Linked DNA regions of Pan troglodytes: region 2 is linked to region 1. The links are chromatin contacts, called in public Hi-C maps. All regions are on one chromosome and are shown on one strand. The core of a region is the stretch at or near the end of the contact, and the rest is flanking DNA. Distances in the headings are between cores, read along the strand shown.

Region 1 (2,723 bases), core at 97-2,596:
GTCAACTCAAAGGCAGCTGACACATCACCTATCCAGGAAGCTGGACATTGCAAGTATTTCCTGTTTTTAGTTCATTTGATTTGTTATTCTTACTTTCTCTTTAGAATTCCTATTTTTGAAATATTACATAGATGGTGTCTACCTGTGACCTGTAGTATAGTAGTGCGAAGTGCATCAAGATGCTGAGTAGCAATGCATATATATATATATATATATTCCATATATATATTCCAAATTCAGTAGGGGGTATTTAAAAGTATGTCTATTCCTAGTTTTAGTTAATTATCTTTTAATGAAAGTGTCACTCATATTCACATCTGTAATATTGGAAAGAGATAATTAGATTTTCAAATGAGAATCAGCCACCTTAAATTTTGCACCAGAAAATACCAAGTATATTTCATTCTAATGAGATCTGTAGTGGGGTTTTAAAATTCATCATAATGTGCTTCAAGAAAGATAACTCAACAGACTCAAAAGATGAAAGGTTTTTCTTTTCTAAGTCTTCTTAAAGTTATTACATTGAACTTATGCAATTCTGATAAAATATTCAAGAATATTACATAAAGGCTAGAACTGTACCCCACCCCCCCATCATTCTTGCAACCGTCACTTATTCTCATTTGGAAGTTTTCTTTGACTAACCGCTTCCATCTCCCATACCCTGGGTTTTCTCTCCTGCGTATACAAGTGAAGGATACGTGTTTAAATAGAGTGCCTAAGGATCCAGAGTGCAATTCCTCCTTTGAAATAGGCTGGGCTGAGCGGTGTTTGCACACAGCCAGGCACCCTTTATTTACATATATCTGCATATTTGCTCAGGCCCTCGCATTTCGCCATTAAAGTGCGTTCATGTGCACAGCAGAATAAACTAGGCAGAGAAAAGCTCTTCATTACCCTAACATATTTCTGCTTAAAGCTCCCTAGTAAACAAATCTCTGGTCCGATAATAATTACTTTGCCTCATTAAAATAAAAAAAAAATCTCGAATGGTTAAAGGGCCATGCTTTGGCGGTATCTATGTTTTATTTCTTTCCCCTTCTTGCTCTGTGTGTGTCTGTGTTTGTGTGTAAGAGCGTGTGTGTGTCTAATGAAGTTTGGGAGTCGCGCGCAGGGGCGCGTAGGGTGCGAGCCCCGGAGGTCCCCATCCCCTGTCCTCTCCGCGGTCGCCGCATCCGGGGCTCCAGCCGCAGCGCTGGGAGCTTTGGAAGCCGTGAGGCTCCGGAGCTGCTCTGAGTCCGGGCTGCGCGTCATTTGCAGTCTGGGGAATGTTGATCACCTCACTAATTACACCTCTCTCTCCCCCCTCTCCCTCTCCCTCTCCCTCGCTCTCCTCTCTCATTCCCAGAGTGCATATCGGGAATAGACACACAAAGACATGCGCACTCAACTTAATCAGCCATTTTTTTAAACAGGGCTAAAACGATAATAATTAGCAGAATAAAGACATATCGGATTTTCATTTCCTTTCCTCCTTTTCCCAACCCCTTCACAACCAAACAGCGAGACCGCGGTCGGCACATGCTTTAACTCCTCCCGGACCCCCGAGGACCGCTCCATGCCCCCCACTTTCTGCTCCAGCGTTTTTATTTTCACCCAATAAAGTTCGAGGATTATTTTTTATTTCATTTTTATTTTTTTTAATGAACCCTCTCGTTTTACTTGGATGTGATCAGCTGTAAGTAAAATAAAAGCAAAACAAAAAAGAGGCGAAGATCGAGTAGGAACTGCAGGGGAAATGGAAAGTAAGTTTTTTCTTTAACTTTTATTGAGTAGTTTGTGTTAAATTTAGGTCGAGTATCGATTATCTTTCCAGCCTGATCTTGCACAATCTTTGATATTTCGCTCCCTCTCTCTCCCTCTCCCTCTCCGCCTCTCTTCCTCTCTACCCCTACCTCGTTCGCTCCTGCTCGCTCTCGCACACATCCCCTCATCCCGACCATCTCTTCCGCTCTGCCCCCCTTTTCTATCTCTTTCCCCTTTTTTTTGGCTCAAGGTTTTGCTCCGCTGAGGGAAGGAGGGGGCACTGAGGGACCTGATTTTCCACTTTCTTTAGGGGGGCTGCGTTTTTCCGGATTTAACTTTTGGATTAAGTGGCGGAGGATCATCTACGTTTGCTCGGGCAGTTTTCTCTCCTTTTCCCTGTCTTTTCGGGTTTTGCCTTCCCCGCGAGCCCGGGGCATTCTAGTGGCTGGGGGAAGCTGTCAGCTCCGCAGCGGCGCGGGCACTGCCAGGGGTCTCCGCTCGCCCCGCGCCCCTGCACCCCGATCGGGATGACTGGTCCTCCGCACTCATCCTCTGAAAGTTTGGACGTTGGTCGGTGGGGCTGGGAGCCCCTCTCTCCCTGCTCTTTCCCTGCTTTACCCTCCACCCCCCACCCCACCTTATTCAGCCTCGTTTTTCTTCCTCCTTTTACCACCCGCCCCTCTTCCCCTTCTCAAGTTCCCCGAAGGTCGCTTAGTGTGCGGGGCTGGCGGAGGCCCGGGGGTTCGTGAGCTCTGGGGAGGGGATTCCAAGAGGCTGGGGTGAACGCTGGGGCTGGGGCTGCAGGTAGACACCCGCCCACCGGAGCGGGCGCGGCGGGCACTACCGAGGGCTGCTCTCGGCGGCGCGGGCGCGGGCGCCGCGGAGGAAAGGCAGGTCCGTTAGGAGGCGGGATCGCCCGGCCTCTGGGCCAGGGACCCGCGAGGCGGCGGCTGCTTGCTCCGAACGGAACGCCGCCG
Region 2 (3,051 bases), core at 491-2,990, 320 kb after region 1:
CAGCTTGCTCATTTTGCCAAAAGCCCTTTCACTAAACGTGGGAAATTTGGAAAATGGTACCTCAATAAATAAACAAACAACGATTTTTAATTTAAGAACCCAGGAAAAAAATGTTAACAATTCTCACATTCAGATTTCTTATCAAAAGTCAACGTGAAATATAACTAATTTATCGCAAGCAATTTTATCAGAAACTTTTCATTATCTCTTCCTCCATAAGAAAACCAAACTGCATTTACGTGCGCTTTCAACAGTGTTAGAAAACTAAGCACTCAAATTTTTTGTACTACATATAACACTTTACATGAACTTTCAGATATTAAGTAAAGCTTGGATCCTCAATTCTTTATAAAGCCGTTTATAAGAGGTAAATATCTTCACGACCGCCAAATGAGAGAAAAAGATTTAGAAGTTCGTCTCTTAAGTTACTACGTGGAATGCAGAGGGGCTCAACTGCAGCTGTGTGTGTGTTTATTTTTAATGCCGCGATCCTAAAAACATCTTTAGGAGTTTAGGTTTGCTTCACTGCCTTTCCCAAAATTCAGCAGCTTTGATTTGCCTTTTCCAGGGAGACAGGAAACCAATAAACAGGGAAAAAAAAGCAAACGGCGACAATTACAAGGTCGTGAAACTCCACGACCTCCCAGCTGAAAACAAGACCTCGGGTTTGCACTCCGGCTCTCTAGGGCAGACACTGACCTTAGGAGTCTGCGAAACGCCCACGCTCCACGTAACTTTCTCTGAAACATTCTCTGGAAAGCTTGTCTTTTCCTAGCCGAATCTGGATTACCAAGGCTTCCGGAACTCGCAGGCTTCCGGAGAGACGCAGGAGCCGGAAGTGGCTGAAAAAAAAAAAAGAAAACGTTACACCAACGAGAACTGCGCTTTAGCGGCGCTGCGGAAGGCCCTGGATGGCCAAACAACCGCGAACGCCGACAAGCCGAAGAGCCGAAGGGCCGACAAGCCGAAGCGGACACCCGCGCGCGGTGATTGGCCGGTTGGCCGGATGAAATCTGTCTCTGATTGGCAGGAGAGTCACGAACCGGTCAGCCCCGGGTCAGGGGCCGCAAGTGAGGACACAAGTGTCAAGGGGCGTAAGGGAAGCCGGGGCTTGGGAGGGCAGGGCTTTCTCTGCTTGCGGACATCGCGAAGGGCCTCTGGCAGGCGCCGCCGGGTGGCGGCGAGACGCCTCCGCGCCTCCAGGGTTCCTTGTTGGCTGTCGGAGGAGGACCGGCTGAGGGATGGCCTGGTGGGGAGGGAGCCCTCGGGCAGGTAGCTGCGTCGGGCCTGGGACAGTTGTGCTGCACTTGGAGACCTGCCCGCCTTCGGGGCCTGTGTGCACGGGGAGGATAGGCTGTTTATCTCTGCAGGCTCAGGAAGGCAGGTAGCTGGCCCGTCAGTCATCCGCCCTGCAAAGCGCTCCCGAGAGACCCCGTAGAGCGGACCGGACGCGCGCTCGCCTTCGGGCCAGCGCGCGCCTGGCCTGAGGTTTCCCGCCCCCGGAGGCCCTCACATCTCCCCGGTAACGCTTAGGAATTCGGGCAGCCAGCTCGCCTACCCTTGGGGAATCGAGGCAGAGCTTCTGGGAATGGGGTCTGAGGGAAGAGTGCTCACCAGGCAGTGACATGTAGCCGTTGAGGATCGCCACTGCCTTCTCGTTCTGTGGTATGAATGGCAGTGTCTGTCTAGAGAGTGCTGAAGTTTGAATGATGGCAGGCACTTCAGGATTCCAGCACGTAGTAGGGTTTAAGAACGTCTTAGTTCTTACCTCCAGTCTCGACTCACCGTTCCTACAAGGAACACTCACTTCTACGAAAGCTCTATTAGACGTTCGAGGGAGAGCTTATACTGTAGAACCAGTGTTATTAGGAAAGTTGTTTTTTTTTGTGCTTGTATTTTTATTTCCGGAACTACCCATGGAGCAGAGTTGCTAAAATAAAATTTATTAACTCTAATGCTATCCAAATTGTGAAACAATGGTACAAATGAGATAGAGTAGAAGCTACAAATTGATAGGGTATGTAGTTCACTTAGGGGTTTGGGAGTGGATTTTCTAGAGCTGCAACTGTCCAGTGTAGTAGTCACTGGCCACTTGAAAAGTGGCTAGTCTGAACTGAGGTCTGCTCTAAGTGTAGAACATGCACCAGATTTCTAAAGCGTGGTCTGAAAAGAAAAAAAAAGCTTGGTCTGAAAAGAAAAAGAATGTAAAGTATTTCATTAATTTTATATTGCTTACATGTCAAAATGAGAGTGTTTTGGAAAATTTTAAATTACGTGGCTTCCATTATATTTCTATGGATACTGCTGTTCTAGAGAGTAAAAAAAATCTCACTGAAGAAGAGTAGGCCTTCCGTTTAGCAACTGTGAAGAAAACCAACCACGCTGCACCTCTCAGGTAGCCTACAGATGTGCTGTGCTTCACTTAATTTTTGAGAAGGACGGGGGAAAATACACACAAAGACTTGATTGACATAGAGGACATTTTCAGAAAGCAAATTCTGGTTCATAGAGCCTTATGTATGTCATGTGAACATCACACAGTAGCAAATGAAAATAATAAAGATATCAAACTTGAATCATATTTAATGAATCTCATTAAGAATGCGGGGAAACATGCAACAGTTAAAATTCTGTTGAAATTTGTAAAAATAAGTTCTAGATTTTAATGTTTAACCTGTAGATACGGTATACCTTCTTAATTTTCCCATGAGCTGGTGAGCTAAGGTTCCAGGGAAGCTTTGTTTCCAGTTTTTTAAGGATATATTTATTTTTCATTCATTTATTTAACAAAAGCTTTCTGAGGCCCGGGAGTTTTGCTAGGTAGTGTTGTTAAAAATGTGAAGACAGAAAACAGACACGGCTCTTACTCTCTCAGAGCTAATTCATATCAATTCAGAGGCAGTGAATAAGTAAATAATAACCAAGACAGAATATTTTCTTCTTAGTAAATGTTTACCTCTGTAAATGCAAAACATGAGTTATTTTAAACCTAGAATTTATATATTTCTAGTGACATGTTAAGAGTCTTTATTAGAACTTGGCTGTGGACTT

Evidence for each region. A called contact is a pair of places that touch in the nucleus more often than the background predicts.
Region 2: a contact with region 1 is called in a Hi-C map of stem cell-derived neural progenitor cells, with 10 times the contacts expected there. The contact joins the promoter of PEX2 here to the promoter of ZFHX4 in region 1. A contact is called at or near these places in 2 of 7 Hi-C or Micro-C datasets (blood and stem cell-derived neural progenitor cells), 1 of 1 datasets of contacts at active chromatin or transcription factors (stem cell-derived excitatory neurons) and 1 of 1 other capture datasets (stem cell-derived neural stem cells).

The regions. Positions count from the first base shown.
Region 1 is chr7:85,324,556-85,327,278 of NHGRI_mPanTro3-v2.0_pri, forward strand. It overlaps ZFHX4 (zinc finger homeobox 4), which reads left to right and starts at 1,347. Exons shown (of 11, transcript XM_016959589.4): 1 at 1,347-1,745. The region is part of intron 3 of LOC748549; the gene reads right to left.
Region 2 is chr7:85,643,704-85,646,754 of NHGRI_mPanTro3-v2.0_pri, forward strand. It overlaps PEX2 (peroxisomal biogenesis factor 2), which reads right to left and starts at 1,741. Exons shown (of 5, transcript NM_001280222.1): 1 at 1,615-1,741; 2 at 700-842. It also overlaps LOC112204162.